Linked DNA regions of Danio rerio: all the other regions are linked to region 2. Evidence: chromatin contacts called from public Hi-C, HiCAR-type and HiChIP or PLAC-seq data. All regions are on one chromosome and are shown on one strand. The core of a region is the stretch at or near the end of the contact, and the rest is flanking DNA. Distances in the headings are between cores, read along the strand shown.

Region 1 (2,925 bases), core at 125-2,624, 170 kb after region 2:
TTTGGACTTGTGGTTTCTGGCCATCTATATATATATATGTATATATATATATACACACAAACTCAACATTGCATATCTTGCAATGTGACTAGTGCGGATGCACACATTGCGATATCAATGCTGAAAGGATATATTGTGCAGCTCAAATGAGAATGTATTTGAAAATGTTAAAAACATCTTGATTGATGTTTAATGTGTATGATGGTGTTGAAAATAAGTGATGGATGCATGTTCTTTAAAGAGACAATATGAGAGGTTAGATCAGATCACATGCAAAATAAAAACATTATATTTGTCCTTATTTTTTCAGCTTGTTTTGTTCCACTTATTGTGAATCATAAATCAATAAAAATATTAACATCATTTAATAATTGTACAAAAAAAATAAATAAAAAATCAATACAAAGTTAACTTGCTCACCCGCATTGGCAGAGGGTTTTCAGTGTAGTCCACAGGCTGACAGAGCAAACTGTAACTTGCCAACCAAGAGGAGGCTGTGAACTGAAAGCAAAACATGAATGAATGAATGAATGAATGAATGAATGAATGAATGTTTTTATTTGTCTATGGTCCATACCTCATAAAACATATAAGCAGAAAGGCACACCATGGAAAAATTGTAAATAATAAGTAGAGCTTGGATGTTGACTGGTTCTCTGTGAACCATCAATTTGGGTCCAAACCATACCATGACAAGATAACAGAGGAAGATTCCGCCGACAGGCAGCGGAGAATAAACCAGCAGCCATCCATCTGTCCTCTTGTCTGTGGAAATAAACCAACTCTACTTCATCAGCTCGTCAAACTACTCTAACAGAAAGCCATTTATAAAACATCCAGTGAGGACCAATTTGTCAAAGATAATAATCAGTGAATCTAAACCAGTAATCTACATATAAGCATATGCATGTTATAGGCCTACTAGGTGTGAAGAAAGCAATTCAGACCTCCGTTTTCTAAGATCCTCTCGTAAAGTATCTGAAGCTTTTGCCATGTCGACGGTGATACAGACACCTGAGCAATTAATAATGAAAATGAAACAGGTGTTTAGGTATGGGTACATTGTAAAAAGGAAATAGGAAAGAAGCAAGACAAACGAAACCAACCCATACAGAATAACCTCTCGTGTCGTATTTTTATCTATTAATATCTGTAAATATTTTGGACTTGACTTACCATTGCGTTTGATGTTCACAGAGCAACGCACCGCAGCGCCATCTATCGGTTGATTTTAGACACAGCACAAGAGTTCGTTGAAGGTTGTACTGTATCTTTAAAGACTAACTGTGATAAAATGTCAATTATGATCGCTATTTCTATTCCACCAGAGAAAGAACATGATAGAATCACGACACAGAGCTCTCGTTCAGCATCAGTGGCTCAATGGTGAGTTAAAGGGTTTAGACGGATTACCAAAATCCCCTGGATAACTTTATCACAATCAACTGCTATTTTGAGCGTTTTATATATACATATATATATATATATATATATATATATATATATATATATATATATATATATATATATATATATATATATATATATACATACATATACATATATATATATATATATACACACACACACACACACACACACACACACACACACACACACACACACACACACACACACACACACACAGAGAGAGAGAGAGAGAGAGAGAGAGAGAGAGAGAGAGAGAGAGAGAGAGAGAGAGAGAGAGAGAGAGAGAGAGAGAGAGAGAGAGAGAGAGAGAGAGAGAGAGAGAGAGAGAGAGAGAGAGAGATGAAGTCAGAATTATTAGCCTCCTCTTTATTTTATCCCCCCAATGTCTGAGAGTTTTCTTTAACACATTTTTAAACATAATAGTTTTATTAACTCATCTTTAATAACTCATTTATTTTATCTTTGCCATGATGACAGTAAATAATATTTTACTAGATATTTTTCAAGACACTTCTATTCAGCTCAAAGTGACATTTAACGGCTTATCTAGGTTAATTAAGTCAACTAGGCAGGTTAGGGTAATGAGGCAAGTTTTTGTATAACGATGGTTGGTTCTGTAGACTATCAGAAAAATACAGCTTAAAGGGGCTAATAATTTTGACGTTAAAATGTTTTTTTTTAAATAAGACTTTCCTCAGAAGAAAAAAATATTATAGGAAATACTGTAAAACCTTTCTTGCTTTGTTAAACATAGTTTGGGAAATATAAAAAAAAAGAGAAAACAATTCACTATTTCTATTCCACCAGAGAAAGAACATGATGGAATTACGACACAGAGCTCTCGTTCAGCATCAGTGGCTCAATGGCGAGTTAAGGGGTTTAGACTGATTACCAAAATCCCCTGGATAACTTTATCACAATCAACTGCTATTTTGAGCATTATATATATATATATATATATATATATATATATATATATATATATATATATATATATATATATATATATATATATATATATATATATATAGGCCTACTTTTTGTGCTTTAAATCAAGTTATATTTAACTAAAGAAACACTAACCTTTTATGTTTTAAAGAAGCTATATTGTATATTATTCTCAGTAAATCCCTCATCTTTTTGTAGCTTTACTGCAGGCTTTTGTATACATTGAAAAACTGTATACTAATAAAAATAAAGGTAGGTCATACTCTATTTCTACGTGGCTTAGTATCAGTGTGAATGAAGATCAGGTTCACTTAAACTCATGTTTTATTTACAAGCTATTCCATCCCCAAGCTGACTGATACATTTGAATGTGTCAGTTTATAGACCATTTTAATGTGGTCATGTCATTGGCCCAAACATTTCCTGCTGGTATCAAACCATTTCATAACTGTAACAAGAGGCACTTAATGTTAAACCAGGTATCATAAAATTATTTACTAATATGTGGCTCTTTTTGGATTGTTGTTAGCTATAGAAAATAGAAAT
Region 2 (2,889 bases), core at 141-2,640:
TTTTACCCAGTGGATGCTCTTCCAACCGCAATACTCCTATACTTCATGACTTTGGGTTGTGGGGGACTCGACACAGAAATGCTAACTGACTCAGCTGGGACTCGAACCAGCAACCTTCTTACTGTGAAGCGACAGTGCTAATCACTGAGCCACCCTGTCTATGATTCCACAATTTAGAATTTGCAAATATTACTTTTCTGAAATGATAATATTAAGGAGAAAGTCTGAATGTGTGACTGACTATTAAATCAACTTTACCTCAACAGAAAATACTGGGTTTTATTTGGCTGTGGGTTAAAGTTAATTTGCATGATACTGTGCACTACATTACGCATGTGTGCATACAGTGCATAACAGGACTCAAATAAAGTGCTACCAATACTAACACTTCAAGCGAAAATGAACCATGATTTTACTACTGATAAATCCAATAAAAGCCGGTTATTCTCCTATTATGTTAACCACAAATTGCTAAACATTGCTAAAAGTTTTGCAATACAAATTGCAGTTTAAGCATATTGTAAACACAAGGTTATACACATGATCATCAATACGCCATAAAACGTTCAAGATAAAACCATTGTTCATTTTATGTAGGGATGTTGCCATCCAAAAAGAAATTAGGTCTACCTGATGGGAGAATTCATATTCGCCTAAAAGGGTCAATTCATTTTTTCATTTTCCTTCAGCTTAATCCCTTTATTCATCAGGGGTTGCCACAGCGGAATGAACCGCTTACTTATCCAGCATGTTTTACACGCCGGATGCCCTTCCAGCTGCAACCCAGTAGTAGGAAACATCCATACACAACATTCACACACATTCGCTCTGAACAATTTAGTTTAATTCACCTATAGCACATGTCTTTGGACTGTGGGGAACACCGGAGCACTAGGAGGAAACCCATGCGAACATGCAAAAGCTATACAGAAATGCCAACTGACCCAGCTGGGACTTGAACCAGCGATCTTATTGCTGTGAGCTGACAGTGCTAACCACTGAGCTACTGTGTCACCCTAGCGTCAATCCAATCTGAAAAAAGGAAAAACCAAACTTGCCTTTGTTTTCTGACTCTCATAATGATGATATGCTACTTTTTGACATTTATTAACTACCACGTGCATAGTTCTTCCAGCTGAAGTCTTCTTTTAATGTTGCTTTGAAATTCACTTCTAAACATGGTCCTGAGAGGGCGAGTCAATAAAAAGCGTTTTATTTTATTCTGTTTCATTTATTTGCTTGTTAGTTTGTTGGCGAACTGTTCCTTTAAGTCGCTTTCTCTTCTAGTTCGGTCATGTGATCATTTCAAGATGGCCGCGCCCTTCAGTTTGGAGGCGTGACGTTATACTGTTACAACACAGAGTCAGGCAGAATAAAACAGCTTGACAAGTTTGCTGAATCCCATTCAAGCTCTCCTGTGAAGCCGGTCATGATGGATAAGGACAGTTTCATTCTGTAAGTTATTGATTAATCAATGAATGAGTGTTGACAGTTGTGTTTGGTGATTTTAAAATATAAAGGCCAGCGCTTATTGATATAAAACAACACGTTATTCAAGTTACAGACTCTCTAATATGGATGACGTCCGTGATATAATACAAGCAAATGATTGTTTGTGCAGGCAATATCTCTGCTGTTAGCATGTTATTTAAGTACTTCCCTAACTTTAACCCCTGTCGTTTGTTTTGAAAACATTTGTGTACATTTCCGTTAAACGTAATTGTACAAGTTCTAACTTAAAGCTTAAATGTCTTAAACTCTCTCTCTCTCAATTCAATAATTGGTTTATTGGCATGACAAATGTTACAAATGCATTGCCAAAGCATTTATAAAGTTTACATTAATAAAACATACATGTATAGTTAAAAATAGTAAACACAGTAAATAGTAATATAGTATTATATATATATATATATATATATATATATATATATATATATATATATATATATATATATATATATGTGTGTGTGTGTGTGTGTGTGTGTGTGTGTGTGTGTGTGTGTGTGTGTTACTATACTACTAATAATAACAACAATAATAATAATAATAATAATACTATTTATTATTGTTATTATTATTATTAAACAAAAATACAAATAAGTAAATACGATAAATAAAACTCTCTCAGAGGACTAATATATGAATCATAGAGGGGGATTAAATGCATTATTTTCAAACTGTTGGCCAATTTAAAATAACCATTAATAAAGGGTATCATTATCATACTGTAAATACTTACTGAACTCAAACTCTATTGTCATCATTATGTGGTAGTTAGTGTAATTCTGTTTTATGGTACTTATCATGTACGTTCCAATATACATCACATGCATTACCATTCAAAAGCTGTTAGGAATAAGTTATTTAGGAATATTAAATCACAATAAACTGTAAAACTAGCATAAAGGTGTTCGTATTACTGAATAATCATTGTTACTTACAGATAGCCCAGCATCTTTTAAATGGTATAAATAGTTTTTATAATTATTTAGCTGCATATTTTATTTGGTAAGAGACTATAGAAATTTCATGTTGTTGTACATCCAATTTGTCTTAATAAAGGCACAAATAAAGTAAAAATAACTGAAATTATGTCTTCAATTGAGTCGCAATAGAAAAGAATCATTTATTTCATGTCGCAGTGTTTATATATGAATATTGCTTTTCATTGTCAATTTTCATTGTCATTGTCAATTTTCATTGTTTTCATGACTACATTTCTATCGCAGTTGAAAATGGTTGTACTTTTTGTGCAATATTTATTTTTTCAGGATTACTGAATGAAAAAAATCTATATCTGACATCACTTTAGCTCACCTAACGAATCCTTGCTGAAGAAATGTTTTAATTATTAATGTGTATGGTTTTGTATGACTTAAACTTGAC
Region 3 (2,956 bases), core at 437-2,936, 210 kb before region 2:
CATTCTTGCAACAAGCGGTGCGAGCGAATGTTCATTTAGTGCAGCTTGCTGCGTTTTGGAGGCGAGGCAGAAACGCCTGAATCCTGGCACAGTATAGATGCTATTCTGTTTTTGCAAAGTGCACAGAAAAATTTCAGGTAAACATACAGTAACATAGCTGCCATTAAGGCTTTTGGTACATTTTCTTTTTCTGTATTTGTAATAGCAAAAATGTCTTATTTTTCTTATGTGTATCTTTTTGAAAATTAAGAAACTATTGTCTAAAGACAAACTTTTGTTTTTATGAACAAATGTAAAATTTACAATTAGTGTATTATTGTACTATCAGAAATGCGCAGATTAGCTCACTGAATCTACTGGTAATAACGAACAATCCACTGTAACCTATCATCATGCCTAAAAATAATTAAATTATTAAATTTATATATATATATATATATATATATATATATATATATATATATATATATATATATATATATATATATATATGACTCAATAATTAAAGATATATATTAGTTATTATCTATTAGAATTAGTTAGTATTTAGACTTTGTTTGCCTATATGTGATGAATGTTTATATAAAATTATATGTGCGGGAAGGTGGATAAATAGTGGATAAATAGTGTGAACCCACGGATTTGGGTGATATTTCAGCTGATCCGAGCATCTCTAGTGCATAATCATCAGTCATAACGATTAAAATTCAAATGGCTTGCCATAATTGTAGGAATAATTTAAAGTTTAATTGGCTTGCCATACAACTTCTGCATACAGTGTGCACATTGAGCCATAGTAATGAACTGAGAAGATGAGCTTTCCATGGTGCTGAACCTTTTAAACACCGTGAGACCGAGACAAGAACGCTGTTGGAACATAATTGCTGCTTATTATCCAGCATACGTGCTAAAATTTGGTTTGCCTTCATATAGTTTTGTTGGAATCTTTTGTTTCTGTTGATGGTAATTTTATTTAATTTTTTAATTTTCACATTAAATTGTGACAGTACTTATTTTGCAGAACATGAACGATATTATTGCAAGCGTTCGAATCTGTGTTCTGTGGAGACTTCGAAGCAGCACGTCATCATAGAATGTTCGTTAACACGGACCAATCAGCTGTGATCGCCTTATTTCAGAGCTATCGCTATAGCCTATATGTTTTTAAAAATTGTATACATGATGATTATTAGATTATTAATATTCATTTACTCAAATCATATACAGTCACACACACACACACACACACACACACACACACACACACACACACACACACATATATATATATATATATATATATATATATATATATATATATATATATATATATATATATATATATATATATATTATTATTATTATTTTATTTAAAGCTGTATTACCCCTTGTGTGGGCTATTACTTAAATATATTCGACTGTAAATTAAAGATATCTATTAGTTATTATCTATTAATATTAGTTAGTATTTAGACTTTATATTCGTAAGCCAATTGTTTTTCTATATGTGATAAACGTTTTCAAATAGCTGACCAGAATTTTTTACGTTTTTTATTTATTAATTTAATTTAATTTTTTGGTTTCAGATGGTCTGGAAATAATAAAGTGGCTACAGTAGGTGTGCAGTGCAGTGTGTGAGAAATAAAAGAATACAGCCACGAGCGAGTTCTAATATTTATTATAGGAGCTGTTTACTTTTGACTGGCCGCCTGCGTCCGGCGTAGACATGTGTGTTCAATGTAGGGTGGAACGCACGTTTACAAATGCCATAGCAACCGAGCGGGCACATCTTTAATATAGCGCTGCCGTAGACTATATTATCTGCACAGCCGTGGAGTTGGCCAAAGGCTGCGCTGCAAGAGCTGGATATCGAAGACCGCGACGTGCGCCTGAAGAAGAGTTGCAAAGCAATGATGTCATAGTTTTAAGTAGGAGCCATGGGAGAGCATATGGTTCGTACCCGCTACCGAAAGGAAGTGTTGCTTTGTTATGAGCAGGCGGCGCTGTAGCTGGCGGAAGAGGAGGTCGCCCAGCCCAGTGTCTCTTCGCCTGGAATAGAGAGAAGCCGAGGAGAAGACGCGAAAACGGTGGGAAGACAAAGCTGCTACAATGGCCGCAAAATCCGACGGGGTGCTAAAGATGAAGAAGAGCGATGTAGCATTCACGCCTTTGCAGAATTCGGATCACTCAGGTTCGGTTCAAGGGCTCGCTCCGGGATCGCAGCCGGATTCTGGAACCGGAGAGGCGGACTTCGTCAACGGGGAGTCTCGGTGCTGTGGCTCAAATTCGACATGTCTCCGCCTTGGCAGGGAGCAGCAAAAATACACGGTCTGGGACTGTCTGTGGATCCTCGCCGCAGTGACGGTTTATTTCGCGGATGTGGGCACTGATATTTGGCTTTCTGTCGACTATTACCTCCGCCGCGACTACTGGTGGTTCGGGCTAACGCTGTTTTTCGTGGTGCTCGGCTCGTTCTCGGTGCAGGTCTTCAGTTTCCGATGGTTCGTCCATGATTTCAGCACCGAGGAGAGCTCCGGAGGCGGCGGGGGAACGGCGAGCTGCTCTCACATGGACGGGAAGCTCCTTAGCAGCTCCGCTTCGCACGGAGACGTTGGAGCCCACCCGTCCACGCCTCAAAGACAGGCGTCCACGACGAGCAAGAGCAACACCACGAGCAACAGCAGCAACAGCGCTACCGCAGCCCGGACTAGTAAGACACGCTCAGCGTCCTGTTCCCTCTGTATCTGGCTCTTGCAGTCCGTCATTCACATCCTACAGCTCGGACAAATCTGGAGGTGAGTTTGAGCAGCGCTTTATTGTCAATGGTACTTGAGGTTTGAAGAGCGGGGTCGTCTATTTACTCCCCACAGCACGTATTTTGTTCAGAGCAGTGTGGTTGAACAAGCTTGTTCTTGAGTTTGGACTGGTAGACACGTTTAAGGCCTACACTCACACT
Region 4 (3,150 bases), core at 51-2,550, 190 kb after region 2:
GGGTTTGAGTTTCCTTCCCCCTGCTGGTGATCTGGCGATCTCCTCAAACTGGCTTTCCTCAAAGTGGTCCTGCAAGTCATGGAAATGAAACTCTGTGACTAATTTATACGATTACAAAAGAGGATGTCTGAAGGCACATTTGTTTTCTTGTGCAGAGTGTTAAATGCGCACGCGTTTCACTTGCCTGGCAGAGTCTGGAGCAGGGAGTCGGTACAAAATCACGCCGACAGTTTACGAGCCACTTTCTCATGCGCACCGGGTCTTTCGGAAAGCGAAAAAGCTGCTTTCCAATAGTTGTAGAGTTCGAGCAGTTAGGAGCGGAGCATCCACCCATTTTTATTTACATTCGCCAAGTATTTAACTTCACATCTGTGCGAAACAACGATTATAAGTAGCGGTCTGCTAGCAGAGGACTTAGCAGGTGTATTATTAAAAACCCTTTAGACTTTAGAACAACAGACAGCAGTAGTTTTAGCAGACGTAAACAACGAGTTTACGGGCGGTCTCTTTAATTGATTTAGTTAAAAATGCGAATCTGGAAGACGAATATGTTTTACTAGTAAGTGAAATGCAGAGTTTGTTTGAGCCAAAATGGCGCCGATAACTTCGGCAAGAGACGTGATGACGTATTACGTGATAGAGGACTCTATCTTTGCCTGTGTGGAAATGGCTACGTTACGGCATGTATAATTTCCTTCGACGAAAAACAACCGTTTAAAATTGGTTTTACAATTCCACCACCGTTACTATTTGTTATTGTATTTAGGAAGTAACGTCAATTAAGATAAAGAAAAAAACGATTATAATTACTGTCAATAAACAACGTAAAATGTGCATAAACGTTTATTTTCATTTCATATTTTAAAGGTATTCGCATAAGTATTACAAAGATAATGTTACTTGTGCTATTTAAAATAGATGAATGTAATTTATTTGTGATCAGATAAGGTTTGAGTTTCGTAAACAAAAGATAAAAACGGTTCAAAGAGCAAAAGTTAATATAAAAATATTATTACTAACGTTACAGCTGTTAACATTAAACTTTTAGTTTTAGATGTCACATAAGCTATGTGTAACAGGTCAGATTGAAGTAGTATTGCCGTTAATTATTTTTATAACTAAAACTATTATATTTGCGTTGTGTTTTTGTATTAAAAGCTAAACCAATTTACAGTATTTTTGTCTCCAAACGTTATTCATTATACTCCATTCCAGTGGGTGGCGATAACAAACGTTATGAAAACTGCCATTAAACGTAGAAGAACCTCTAACCGGAAAGAAAACACACACACACACACACTCACGTTTCACAGGCGATGGGCAGAAGTGTGAGGGGTGCATTGAACAAACACACTAGACATTTAAAGTAGTAAATAAATGAACAGAGTGTAAAACGCGCGAAGTAGAGAGTTTGGACATGTTACGTTAGTTGACTTATTTTCGGTTATGGTTGTATTTGCTCTCAGAAATGATGTTTTCGAAAAGCCTACACTATCTGCATTGACAGGATCCTCTTTTTGTTTTAAATAATATTGGTGACGTAGACCCACATTTGTGACATAACAATAAAAAAAATAAAATCTCCGTTCAGCAAATGCGTGCTTTCGGTTAGTTTGTCCACAGAAATAATGTCGTCCTCAATGATAATCCCAGTGATTGATGTGCAGGGAAACAATTTTAAGGAGTTGTGGGCGGCGATGGTGATAGCCATTAAAACGTCTTCATTCATCGCCATTGATACGGTGAGAAAAACAACACTATTCCTTCAGAAACTCAACCGAAAGATAAATACTGTCACAAAGCAATGTGATCAATTTAATGTTATATGTCTTTTTTTTTTTTAGGAACTGAGTGGTCTTGGTTCAAGGAAAGCTCTTCTAGCTGAGTAAGTTGTGTGATTAAAAAAACTAAAACTAAAAGACAAAGTTTTTCTGGCCTTTTTTATTTTTTAAGGCCTCGTTTATGTCTTTGGATCTAACATTTGTAAATAGAATTAAACGTTGCATAAAATAATAGTTTCCTCAGTATTTTTTGTGCAATAAACTATCTTAACATATTTAAAAGAACATTTATTAGAGGTGTAAAATGAAGAACTTGGGTTTTGTTTTCCTAAAATTGTACTGATGCATGAAACAAGGATATCTGTCATTAGATAACAGTTCAGTTCAAATTTGTAGATATTTCTTATTTTAATCAAGAACTTCATTTTCCTTTGTTTCATTTTTTTAGTTATCGCAATAGTTGTACTATAGTGTGTTTCCCATGTAAATGCGGAAATGTCTTGATGTACAGCAGAAATCTGTTCTGGGAAATAAGACAGAACAGTGTTCTCCCTACATATTTACTTTTTAAAATGTAGTAATTAATGCAGCAAAAATGTGTTCCCTTCAAATTATTCATTACATTTGCATTACTTTGTCTCAAATAGACATTTTTTCCCTTTAAAGGTCGATTGAAGACAGGTACAATGCCATATGCCATGCTGCCCGCACCCGATCTGTACTGTCTTTGGGGTTTGCCTGTTATAAGGAGCTTGAAAACAAAGTAAGGGTGTCTACTTGACAGTCTGTTTTCTTCTGAATATAAGCGGACATTAGACTAATTCTTCTTGTTTGTGTCATACTTCTAGGCCGAGACCACTTACCTGGTCCAGGTTTACAATCTTACCTTGCTTTGCTCGGAGGAATACATCATTGAACCGCAGTCAGTGCAGTTCCTTGTGCAACATGGATTTGACTTCAACAAACAGTATGCTGAAGGCATTCCTTATTATAAAGGGAATGACAAAGTATGTATTACTGAATGTTCTGTTCACTTCCAGTATATAAATTTCGATGATTAATAAATCAATATCAAATGGCCCCCTAAAAGTCACGTATCGCTTTCAGTTTCGGGCTTAGGCACATTTTGCACTCACACACAAGAGTGCCGCGCTGAAGCCCAAGTGAACCACGCTCAGGCACACCTTTTCCAACCGGGCCAAGGCCGGCCAAGTGAACCATGCCTAATCCCGATTCAGCGCACTCACACTTCTCAAATGGGGAAATGGGCCTGAGCACGGTTTGGATAGCATAGTGTGAGTAGGCCCTTAGATGACATCAGAGAACTCTCTCATCCTCTATATCAGGGGTCACAAATCTCGTTCCTGGA

Evidence for each region. A called contact is a pair of places that touch in the nucleus more often than the background predicts. HiCAR-type assays count read pairs that join an accessible place to other places. HiChIP or PLAC-seq counts read pairs in DNA pulled down with a chosen protein or histone mark.
Region 1: a HiCAR-type map of caudal fin shows a contact between it and region 2, with 4 times the contacts expected there. The contact joins the promoter of elovl8a here to the promoter of urod in region 2. A contact is called at or near these places in 5 of 18 Hi-C or Micro-C datasets (caudal fin, embryo, fibroblasts and 1 more) and 1 of 4 datasets of contacts at active chromatin or transcription factors (caudal fin).
Region 3: a contact with region 2 is called in a Hi-C map of hematopoietic stem cells, with 1.8 times the contacts expected there. The contact joins the promoter of xkr4 here to the promoter of urod in region 2. A contact is called at or near these places in 2 of 18 Hi-C or Micro-C datasets (hematopoietic stem cells and an unstated tissue).
Region 4: a contact with region 2 is called in an H3K4me3 HiChIP or PLAC-seq map of gastrula embryo, with 4 times the contacts expected there. The contact joins the promoter of toe1 here to the promoter of urod in region 2. A contact is called at or near these places in 4 of 18 Hi-C or Micro-C datasets (caudal fin, embryo and hematopoietic stem cells) and 2 of 4 datasets of contacts at active chromatin or transcription factors (caudal fin and gastrula embryo).

What each region holds. Positions count from the first base shown.
Region 1 is chr2:30,741,772-30,744,696 of GRCz12tu, reverse strand. elovl8a (ELOVL fatty acid elongase 8a) reads right to left here and starts at 1,374. Exons shown (of 8, transcript NM_001076593.1): 1 at 1,177-1,374; 2 at 948-1,014; 3 at 578-765; 4 at 421-501. The coding sequence starts at 1,179.
Region 2 is chr2:30,914,574-30,917,462 of GRCz12tu, reverse strand. urod (uroporphyrinogen decarboxylase) reads left to right here and starts at 1,390. Exons shown (of 10, transcript NM_131347.1): 1 at 1,390-1,455. The coding sequence starts at 1,430.
Region 3 is chr2:31,126,600-31,129,555 of GRCz12tu, reverse strand. xkr4 (XK related 4) reads left to right here and starts at 1,686. Exons shown (of 3, transcript NM_001012258.2): 1 at 1,686-2,795. The coding sequence starts at 2,110.
Region 4 is chr2:30,724,010-30,727,159 of GRCz12tu, reverse strand. It overlaps toe1 (target of EGR1, exonuclease), which reads left to right and starts at 1,300. Exons shown (of 7, transcript NM_001256682.1): 1 at 1,300-1,742; 2 at 1,845-1,885; 3 at 2,448-2,544; 4 at 2,630-2,788. The coding sequence starts at 1,629. It overlaps si:ch73-382f3.1, which reads right to left and starts at 620. Exons shown (of 4, transcript NM_001256683.1): 1 at 185-620; 2 at 1-69. The coding sequence starts at 334.